Linked DNA regions of Mus musculus: region 1 is linked to region 2. The links are chromatin contacts, called in public promoter capture Hi-C maps. All regions are on one chromosome and are shown on one strand. Each heading gives the region's core, a stretch centred on a gene start, on an enhancer-like site or on the middle of the called end of the contact. The rest is flanking DNA. Distances are from core to core; before and after follow the strand shown.

What was found. Capture Hi-C pulls out chosen DNA fragments and counts their contacts.
Region 1: a promoter capture Hi-C map of liver shows a contact between it and region 2, with 3 times the contacts expected there. The contact joins the promoter of Akap10 here to the promoter of Flii in region 2. A contact is called at or near these places in 1 of 39 promoter capture datasets (liver) and 1 of 9 other capture datasets (liver).

What each region holds. Positions count from the first base shown.
Region 1 is chr11:61,928,483-61,933,656 of GRCm38.p6, reverse strand. Akap10 (A kinase (PRKA) anchor protein 10) reads left to right here and starts at 3,400. Exons shown (of 15, transcript NM_019921.3): 1 at 3,400-3,668. The coding sequence starts at 3,581.
Region 2 is chr11:60,725,504-60,731,303 of GRCm38.p6, reverse strand. It overlaps Flii (flightless I actin binding protein), which reads left to right and starts at 4,041. Exons shown (of 30, transcript NM_022009.2): 1 at 4,041-4,177. The coding sequence starts at 4,115. It overlaps Mief2 (mitochondrial elongation factor 2), which reads right to left and starts at 2,906. Exons shown (of 4, transcript NM_001009927.2): 1 at 2,737-2,906; 2 at 869-1,021; 3 at 512-674; 4 at 1-388. The coding sequence starts at 1,015. It overlaps Mir5100 (microRNA 5100), which reads right to left and starts at 2,641; the gene lies at 2,578-2,641.

The sequences.
Region 1 (5,174 bases), core at 2,151-4,650, 1.2 Mb before region 2:
TTTACTGATAACAAACCACAGAGAAATCTATTTGAAAACAATTATTTGACAGAAGTAGAATTTTACCATTTATTTAAAATGAAAGCAAATTGGCACACATACAAGACGGGTATGCTTTTTTGTTTTTACACAAAGAATTAAATCTTGGCTAAATATTTAATACTGTAAGACAAAAAGCATCATCAATGTCTGTCAGAATTGAATATTTTGATTTTGTAATTGTTACACTGCCGCTTTGCCTAAAGGCATAGTACAACAAACTATGCATGTTTGGGGCCATTTCTGAGTTTTTGAGAATCTCTCTGTTAACGGCATATATATATATATATATATATATATATATATATATATATATATAAGAAAATCAAACAGAAAATTTGAAAATCAGATGTTCTAACACAACACAATCCAAAGATACACTACTTTGATATTTCCATGCTGTGGCATGATGGTAGGAAATATTGAACACTTTGTTTTCCACAGTGAAGACATTGTATTTCTATAGCATCAGGAAACTTGATAAGTACAGTAAATAACACTGCAATTCATAATATCCAGTAGTCTTAACTCTGATCTGAGGGGTTTCAAGCATCATTTATTGGTGGAGTTCTATGTGGGAAAGTACTCCCTCAGATTCCTAAGTGCATCGTGTTTTGTGTGTTCAGAAGCAAGAGTGCATAATTGTTGTTGTCATGTGACACAGCAGGGCAAGGGCTGACAGAAATATCTTGGGACTTATCCAACCTTTGAGCTTTAACTTTATTTTTAACTGATTTGTTTGATCACCTACAACTGGACCTCTATGTTAGGGGTAAACATGCTTCTCTGTGTGTGTGTGTGTGTGTGTGTGTGTGTGAGTGTGTGTGAGTGTGTGTGTGTGTGTGTGTGTGTGTGTGTGTGTGTGTGTGTGCATGCAGAGGCCAGAACAGGGCATCAGGTGTCCTCACCTACTTCTTTTGAGTTCTACAGTTCTGAGCATATCTTGCCCAGATTGGGGTCTTCCAAAGCAGGTACAAGTTGTCTGGAGTGGTTATAACTACAGTAAGACTTCCTGAAGTGGGAGTCACAGCTTCACCAACAACCCTTCTTCCTTCCTTCCTTTCTCTATCTTGTATTACCATTGAGATCCTAGGTCATTACAAAGAAACCCAAACCATCCTCTATAAACAAGACATGATGGTGGCAGGATCTCTTGTGGGGTGGTGGTGAGGTGTATGTGTGAAGGATTATGAAAAGTCTTAATTGTAAAGTGCTAGGAACATAGAGAGTACATCACAAGTTCTTAGTAAATAATGATTTCGATTAGCTGACTGCTATGTCTAGCTGTCTGAGAGATAGTGGAAATAATAAAACTTATTCAAGGAACTAACAAAACGAAGCAGTTTTTAAATATACAATTCTGCAGAAAGGGATGCCAGCAAAAAGAAAAGTCAAAAATTTCTGGTGCAATGCTTTGGTACAAGGCAGTGATTTTTAAGGTCCCCCCAATCTGGAGGGGTTTTAAGTTCCCTCTAATTCTATTCTTGTCTCCATTGGCTAGAACTTGCCCCTTTCCCAAATTTCCCATGTTATTGTTTTAGGACACAAAACCTTATCTAATGAATAGTTTGGGGCTTGAGATAGCACCCCTCCTCCTTTTCTGACCATGAGCAATAGGGTAGCAGACTACCTGTAACTTTTTTAGAGTTCTGTGACAAGCCTGCACCAGCCACCAGCTAGGGGGCCTATTGCTTTCTTCTTATCTGTAAATGGACTGTAACAATCTATTTCTCACAGAGAATAAAAGCAACTCCAGAATCTCTGGTAGGGGGGGCTCAAAGAATAAACCTCATTGGAAATTGAGTTGAAAAACACTTCCTCAACACTGATTTATGTTTATTTAGCCTGAGAGAATGAGTAAGGATTCTAGAAATCCTAATGGAGCCAGAGCCCTCCCCTCAACCCCATTGACTTTTTGCTCATTTAAGGGATTTTTCTCACTCATTCGTCTGGTGTTCCTCCTGCCCTGATCAGCTAACCAATAGTTAACAAATACAAAACAGTCTCTGCCAAGACTGGAACTCCAGAAGGGAAAGGCAAAGGAATAATGTAAGACACACCACCCATTCTGCCTAAGAACAGAGTAGATACTCTAACTGTGGATCCTTTGCAAGTGTTGTCTGTGCTCCTAATTGCTAAGCCATCGTTCAACGCCTTGTTTTGTTTTTATCTGTTTGAGACACAGTCTCACCTTGGCCTAAAATTCCCTAAGTAAATCAAGCTGACCTGGGACTCAGTGATCCACTGGCTTCTTTCTGCCTTCCAAGTGTGTTAAAGGCTTTCACCACCAGAGCACCTCCCCTGGCTTGCCTTAATATTCTTAGGCAAGGAAAGGTTTTCAAGGGTGGGCAGTGGGTGGGAATAGGGGAGGGGTATGCCCAGAGTGTAATATTCATTTCCAAATCATCTCAGACCTCCACACCATTACCTCACATGGGGCAACCACAGCCCTGCTCTCCTTTTCAGTTCCTGCCCAGCGTGACCTTGAAAGCTGGCCTAGTTTCCTCCATACCAAGAGCAAGTTTAAAGACTGTTACTAACCTGGAGGGTTTAGTATGGTATCTGTGCACGATGTTATAAATAAGTTTAGCTATGATGGTTTTTCATCATTTAGCAAACAGGCTTGGAAACAAAACTAGCAAACTTATTAACCTGCTCTAATAATATGGTTAAGACTCCAGGCTTTACTTAGTTCCTGTTTTAACACACCGAATAATCAGGCAAGTTGCCGCTTCTGCACTTGTTTTTCCTTCTGTCTCAGGTAGACTTTGCTGATCCAACATAAAAATCAGCAACTGTGTGCATCACGAGTTCCTGGTTCGCTTTTGACAGTAGTTGTAGCTATAGTGGCCATCCATCCAGGGCGCTAAAGGTGGGTAAGCTTTAAGAAAGCCAGAAGATTTATAGGAAGGTGGCTTTCGAATAAGAACGGAAGAAATAGCCCTCTGTTGAGGCTCAGGTTGCTGGCTCTTTCTGTTTTGAGCATCTGTAGGGATTTCATCTGAAAATGAGCCTACCACTCTTTTTCTCCTTCCTTCCTGAGGTCACTTTGAGGGAGGGAGCTTCGGGAGCTACATAAGAGCAGCTCCTCGTCCTGCAGGCTCGCCTGCATCCCCCGGGGACCTGGCAGGGTAAAGCTGCCAAGCAGCCTGCGGCATTTAGCAAGATTCCGCGAAAAGGCTGCGCAGCAGTGCTGGCGGGGGCTTCCCGAAGAGGAGGAGGTTCAGCAAAGAGACGCTGTCATCCGAAGCCTCCAGGGGGAAGGGCTCGCGGACTCGAGGACGCCAGGTCACGTGGGCTGAGCGGGCGCGCGCCCCGGCCCCGCGGGAGGAGGTGCGCAGGAGGAGGCGGGGCCGGGGCCTCCCGTGAAGCCCCGCGCGCGGACGGACCGGAACTCTAAGCGGGTGGCTTGTTGATAACATGGCGGCAGCAGCTGCCGGGGCATCCCGAGGTGGCGGCAGCGCCCACACCCGGAAGAAGGGGCTGTTTTCGGACTAGTGCAGCGGCTCCTGCGGCCCCGGAAGTCCCGGCCAGCTGCTGAATGAGGGGAGCCGGGCCCTCCCCGCGACACTCCCCCCGCGCCCTCCGCCCCGACCCGGGCCCCGCCATGTCCTTCTTCCGGCGGAAAGGTAGCCGAGGGGTCGCCGGCGGGGGGTGAGCCGGGTCTCGGGCAGCGGTGGGGCAGCAAACCTGCAAGGGTTTTGTCAGGGCGGCCGCGAGGCTCTCGATGAGCCGCTCGGCCTCGGCGCCGACACCCGCGGTGCAGTGTGCTGCCCGGGACTCCGCAGGGAAGAAGGTGGCCTCCTCAAGCGAGGTCGAGGGGCATTGTCGCTTTGGGCCAAAAGTGTCTGCTTAAACCCATAGAAATTAACACCTGTTGGCTAAAGAAAAGGTTTTCCTGGTGTGTTTGGTTTCTGGAGGTTTGTATGTGTGTGTGATCCACGCGCGCACTGTGGATGAAGATCAAGGAAATCCCTTTACTTATAGGAAGTCTTGACTTTTCCGAATATTGGGGGGGGGGGGTTATACCTAAAACCACGTGCAACTGTTATTTCTTCAACTAGCGCTATTTTCTAGTTTCCTCTTTTGGGGGCGGGGGTGGAGAGCGGAAGGGGGCCCACTGTTATTCCTAAAATAAAATTTCTTACTACTGAAGTTCCGTATTCAGAAGACTACTGCTTTTGATGATTGAGCAACTTTACTAATTATTGAGACCGTTGCTGCTACTATAAACGAACTACTTAGATTTCGGATGTCCAGTTGTAAAAGCTTACTTAGTTTTTAAAGTAGAGGCAAGGTGATTTTGATCCTGGAAAGGGTTATGGTATTTCATTAAATATACATACACAAATTGATCAATCAAATCTCTTTAGGTGGAGGTGGTTGTATCTCTTCATTCTTACTGAGAAGATGTATCAGACAGACTTTTTTTTTTTTAAACATAACACCAAATCAGACTTGTATTCACGTGATAGCTTTTTCATAAACTCTGTAACCCGAAACAGCCGGTTAACCCACTTTTTTTCCAGCTGAGAATCAGATGATTCCTAAAGGCCTCATAGGACTGAGGCTGTCTGTTGATGCTAGGTGAGGGAATGAATGAAACTGGTAAATAATAGGAAGCTTTATCAGTAAAGTGTCTTAATATCTCTGGAGTTGTTAATGTACCTAGGTTGACAGTGTTGTGGTGCTTGTTTTTTAAGGGGGGGAATGCATTCTAAGTATGGGACTAATTCAAGTTGAACAACAGACTTCTGTCTGTTCATTTAACACACACTGTCGAGTGTCCAGTCTGCCAGACACTGTCTTAGGGTGTCATGAAATAGTTATATGGACGTAGTCTCTGTACCTATGAAACTCATTGATGCTGAAGGCAGGCAATAAATAAGGCCAAAAAAAAAAGTGTGTATATACTTACAAATTGAATGATGTGTAATGAAAGACTAATTTATGAAGAAAAACCTATTTTGGTTGGATGTTAGAAGAATTCAGTATGTAACCTTGAAACGTAAAACTAGAGGATCAGTAGTAGAATGTAACTTTAGAGAGGTCAGGAAAGACACTGGAGGTACCAGGAATAAAGAGCTGGTGCCCTTTAGGAAAGGCAAGGTGGCCACTGTGGCTGAGGCATAGAG
Region 2 (5,800 bases), core at 2,792-5,291:
TGAAACTCAAGCTGAGTCCTGCGTACAGCCCAGCATCGAGGCTCCCTGGCCACAGTGTCCACGCCAGGTACCAGGCTCCATAGCCCCGGCTCCAACTCCAGAGGCGCCAGCAGGCGCACGTGCTCAGCAGTCCCTGCCTGGAGCCCGTCGTAGAGAGGCCCACCCGGCACGAGTGCACCAAAGGGCAGTTCTGGGAACTTGCTCCTCAAGTAGGCCTGCAGCTCCAAGGCAATGTCTCCAGCCAGCTGTTTCGCCAACGTCACGTGGGCTTCTGGGGTAATCACATGCTTGCGCTCGAAGGCCAGCAGCCTCTCCTGGAACGTCAGGCACAGGGGTGCTATAGTGCTGAACTTAGGTGTCGTGGGAGAATGAATGGGCGTGGGCTCCACTGCGGAGGGAAGCATCCAGGAGAACATATTAGAAGGCCCCACAAGTTAAGAAAACTCGACCTGCTCACTAGCTGGGCATGTGCAAGGGGCTCACCACACTAGAGAGAAGCAGTGTAGCTCACCTGGCACAGAGGGGGAGGGGGACCCAGTAGCTAGGGGCTGGCTGAAGGCAGCAGGAGGGGGTTGGGGCTTTTGGGGCGATGTGGCTCTCAGCAGGCTCAGTTCCTTCCAGCTGTCCCCCTTGGTGTCATCCTCATCTGGAGGGCTGGTGGCCCTGTCGATGAGCTATAGGCAAAGTGACACAGATCAGAGCATCGGGGGCCATGGCAAAGCTGGGGGGAAAGCAAACCAGGAAGCTAGGGTGAAAAAGTAGGGGCCCCGTGTTCCAGTCCAACCTCAAAAGTCCCACCGTCCCCCAGCTCCCCAGTCTGGCCTTCTCCTGTGGAGGTTTCAGGCAGGCCTTGCCCCCTTGGCCTTACCCGCTTTACAGCCAGGGTAGCAATGCCCAGCACTGCAGCCCCGCCCACACCTAGCACCAATCGAGCATTAGCCAAGAGGAAGTCCACCACACTGCCCAGGCCCTCGCTGCCGCTCTGTTTCCTCTGCTTCTGGGAGAACTCTGCCATGGTCACCTGCAAAGAGATGTAGTTCGTAAGGCATAGATGCTTAGCAATGACCAAGAGGGTGGTTTCTGGGGACCCGTGAGAAAGGGGCTGCTCAAAGAGTTTCTTGGAGGGAATCAGGGGACCTGCCAGCCCCCTCCCTGAATCCTGCAAGCCTCCAAGCCCTGGAAAAGGGTTCATATAGGAAGGATCCAGGCCTTTCTCCTGACTCCACCCCAAGACCTTGGGAATCTGGGTTCAACATCACCACCCTGAGTCTACAAAGACAAAAGTTGCCAAGCCACAAACTGAGTGCTAAGGTCTGGGATTCACAGCACAGCCCCCAGACTCTTCCACTCCCAAAGCCTGAGTATTTTCCCCATGCCTCCTGGTCGAGTTCCCTCACTCCTAATCAGAACCTACCCAGAACAGCCATACTGTGTGAAAACCAGTCAGGAGGAACCCAAAGGCCCAGAAATACTTGTAATATGGGTTTCCAGAAAGTTTGCCTGGGTGGGGCCTGTCAGACCTTTGATAGACCCTTAGCAAATTCAGGAATCTAGATAGTGGCCCCCCCAGACCTTGACAAGAAAACTACCTGGGCTAGGGCAACCCCATCAGAGCCAGGCTGAAGGCCCCAGGGTGCAGTGGTGAGTGAAGTAGGCTTAAATAAACACTGAATCAGGACAAGCTGGCCAGGGCCCATGGACTCGGAACAAAGTTGGAGAGGGTAAGAAGGTGAGAGAAAGGCCCGGAGCCAAGGGCTTCTGTTTATTTGTACGACCGCACCAGTAAGGACTGGGAAGTGTGTGACTGGCCCAGTCAGGAACTTGGGAAAAAGTCACAGAAATCCACAGGCCCAGGCCACTAAGCCAGAAAGGTCATTGCCTGCCGGGGCACCAAGGACTTCAGCCCTTCTTTCAGGGCCATGGTTGCCTTGGGACTCAGTTGCCAAGTGACAAGATGCCTAGAGTAGCTGAAGCCTTAGGCACTGTGTGACTCAGCTGAGACACCTGTCCATGCTCCCCAGACTAAAAATAAGACCCTGTCCTCGAGCCTGGTAAGGTCAAAGGGCAGCCAGGGAGCCTACTCCAAGCTCAGAAACAGCTCTGCTCTGTTACTGCCCACCACTGCCCTCAGAGCAGTAAGCCACTCTGCAAATGGAAGGGGCTTGCATTCCATCACCTGTCTAAAGTGGGACTCAGCCCTACACCTAGAGGGGTCTTGTATTCAAACTCCAGTAAGAAAGGAATAAAATAGGTGACTAAATATAACCCACTTAGGCCCTATGTGGTGGTGCAGGCCTTTAATTTCAGCACTGAAGAGGCAGAGGCAGTCAAGGCAAGCCTGGTCTACACACTGAGTTGGAGGATAGCCAGAGTTACATAATAGAGCCTCTATTCAAAACAAAACAAAAATAACAAAATAACCCGACTCTTGACAGCCTGAACTTCACCTGTTCTTACATTCTGGCCAAAGCTGATTGCTTCTGATCATGACTGAGCAGAAACGTGTAACCAAATAGGCTCTTAGACTCTATTCAAGAGCGAAGTCACTGTGGCCCTGGAAATCGTGTGCAATACCCAAGTCGGGAAGAGGCACCGCTGGGATTCGAACTCTGCTCTTCAGTTCCCAAGTCCTCCCTCCCACCGCAGTGACCGCAGGCCACGCCCCCACCTGCCCCGGGATGCGCGCCACGCCCAGTGCTGGGAGACACCGGGCCACCCGGTGCGCTGTAGCCGTACCTGCGTCCGAGCGTCAGCGCATGGACCCAAGGACAGGGCGAGTAGGACCCTGGAGGCCCAGGACTCGCCTAGGAATGGAACGTTCAAACCCCGGGAACCGAACGCCGAGGCCCGAGGCGGCAAGTGACCCGAAAGGCACGCTGGATAAGCAGGCCTTCGCTCCAATCCGAGCGCACAACTCCTGCGCACACGTGCTCAAAACGGAGCAGCTCAGCCAATGATCGCCAGGCACGCCCCGGGACCGTCTGGGGCGGAAACCACAAGCATACTCCGGATTTAAAGGCGCAAGGTTATATTGATAGCGCAAGGGGGGCGGGGGAGGTGGTGAGTGTGACAATCATTCAGGGGCTTGTCTAGTTTACTTACTTTCGGGTGTTTTGTTTCTTGAGAAAGGGCCTCACACTAAAGCCACAACTGACATCGAATTCTCAGCAGTCGTACTTAGTCTCACATCTGACCTTGTGTGTACTTGTAATGAGAGCCTCAGTGTGGAGTCTGAGCTCATGGTCCCTTGGTGGGCCAGGCAGACAAAACTGCAGTTAGCCCAAAGGCCCACATTCTGCCTCTCAAGTTCGCCCCTGTTAGAGTGCCTGGTGGTTCCATTTCCGTTTGGCCTGCCTGACACATAATGGGAAAAGAGCTCTGCCATCTGTCGTGGGAACTCTATCAGTCTCTTCCCTCCTGAAACCCGGGATGCCAGACCCTGGACTTCCATAGAACAGCTGTGTCTGTTTATGGGAAACCTACTGTATGCTGGCCAGGGCAAGATGGCCACTAAGAGCTTGGCCCAGGAGATATACACTGATCTAGAGCACAAAACAAATCAATAAAGAATGGTGACTGGAGTCCTGATGCCAAGGGAGAATTGTGAGTGTTTGTGCAGCCTGCTCTCTAAGCTGCCACATGTGAGTACTCTGGCAACTTTGGGGACCGTGTTACACATGATCAAAGTTGAGTCCTGAAGCTGAAGGATTAGGTCCCAAAGCCCCGGAAGTCTCACCACTACCACCACCACCACCACCACTGATCCCTCACACACAAACTGCCTGTGTCCCTGACGTTGTTACCACCATCACTCCTGGGTCACGGCCAGCCCCAGAGGCTACAGCAGCCCAAGCGACAGTGCCTGGACCCCACCCTCCACGTTCCGACAGGAGACTGGAAGTGTTGATCATCTCCAGCGGGACCCCTACAGGCCTCCCCAGAACTCTGGTCCCAGGGAGGCCTCGCAGCTCTGGGAGTCGCCTAGCAGCACTTCCCGCAGAGGCCGCGGCCGGGAGGCGGCGCGCGCGGGTTAAAGGGGCGGGGCCGGCGCTGACCCAGCCCGCGGCTCTCGGCCGCCCCGCGTCCTCCCTGCCCGTAAGAGAGCTGCGCCACCATGGAGGCCACCGGGGTGCTGCCGTTCGTGCGCGGCGTGGACCTCAGCGGCAACGACTTCAAGGTTAGCTGGGGGAGAAGGGGAAAGGCGACCCCTAGGCCGTCTCCCCGGGCCGCTTCCTCTGCGCTTCCGGGACCGGCGGGCGGGGCGGGCGGGCCTCCGCGAGTCTTCCCGGGCCTGCCCCGCCCGGGGCGGAAGACCTGGGCGGGGGCTCCGGGGGTCTGGGGCCGCGCGGGATTTGAGCCCTCAGGCCGCGAACCGGACCCCATGCCACCGAGGGAATACGCCCTAGCCAGCCACCGCCCCACACTGTGGTCTCGGGACGTCACTTCTCCCTCCGCGAACTCGGGGTTCTCTCCAGTCCTAGGGGCTCAGGAACAGCCCGTTTGGTGGCGTGTAATGGAAAGAGATCTGTTAGTAAGGAGTGTGACAGGTGCGCCAGGTCCTAGGCGGCAAGTCTGTTCAACTGCTAGACTAGGGGGACAAGCAGCCAGCAGCCCTGGTTCTTGACTATAAAGAGCCAGGCTATGGGCGTGGTGGTGCACGCCTCTAATTCCAGCTCTTGGGAGGCGGAGGCAGGTGGATCTTTGACTTCGTGGTCAGCCTGCTCTTAAAAGCAAGTTCCCGGACAGCCATAGCTATATCGAGAAACCCTGTCTTGACTTGAAGAAAAAAAAAATGTGCCGGCTAGACCCAGGCCCAAAGAGAGAAAAGCTGGCCCCGAAGGACAGCTCAGAAGCCTGGACCTTCTCCACCGCCTGGTCGAGTCCTTTAGATATCAGATTGGGGGATGCAGGAGGAGGTGGGCTCCTCCCGTGTTCACCTGCACACGGACACATGTTGGATCCCGTACACTGTGGGCATCACTTCATCCTGTCTACATACCCACCATCCTCACTTGTGGTCTCTATTCTCTCTCCACTGGGAACGTCTGAGTTACCTTAGGGAACGTGACTGGAAGAAGAGGTGTTACAGTAGCAAAAGGCAATTGAGCTTCATGCTGCTCAGATGTCAAAACTGCCAGGAGTAGCCTGGAGGGAGTGGCAAATGCCTTTAATTCCAACACTGGGGAGGCAGAGGCAGGCAGATCTCTGAGTTAGAGGCCAGCCTGGACACAAAATGAGTTCCAGGACAGCAGGGACTACACAGAGAAACCCTGTAATTGGGAGTTACAGGGGGACAAAACCTTAGGCTGGTGTGGTGGCACAGACCTTTAATTCCAGCATTCAGGAGGCAGAGGCAGGTGGATCTCTGTGAGTCTGAGGCCAGCCTGGTCTACAGAGTGAGTTCCAGGACAGCCAAGGCTACACACAGAGAAACCCTGTCTTTAATTTAAAAAAATAATTATTTATTATTTATATGTAAGTACACTGTATCTGTCTTCAGACACACCAGTAGAGGGTGTCAGATGTCATTACAGATGATTGTAAGCCACCATGTGGTTGCTAGAATTTGAACTCAGGACCTTCATAAAAACAGTCAGTGCTCTTAACCACTGAGCTATCTCTCCAGCCCCAAGAAACCCTGTCTTGAAAAACAACAAACAAAAAGGCCAGGGATGCTGAAGTGGGCATTGCATGTGAGGAATGAATGAATGAATGAATGACACTGTTCAAGGAACATTGGGGAGCTGGGCTCTTAGTGCAATCCCAGACAGCCAAACTGCCTTGGAACCCCAGGCAAAGC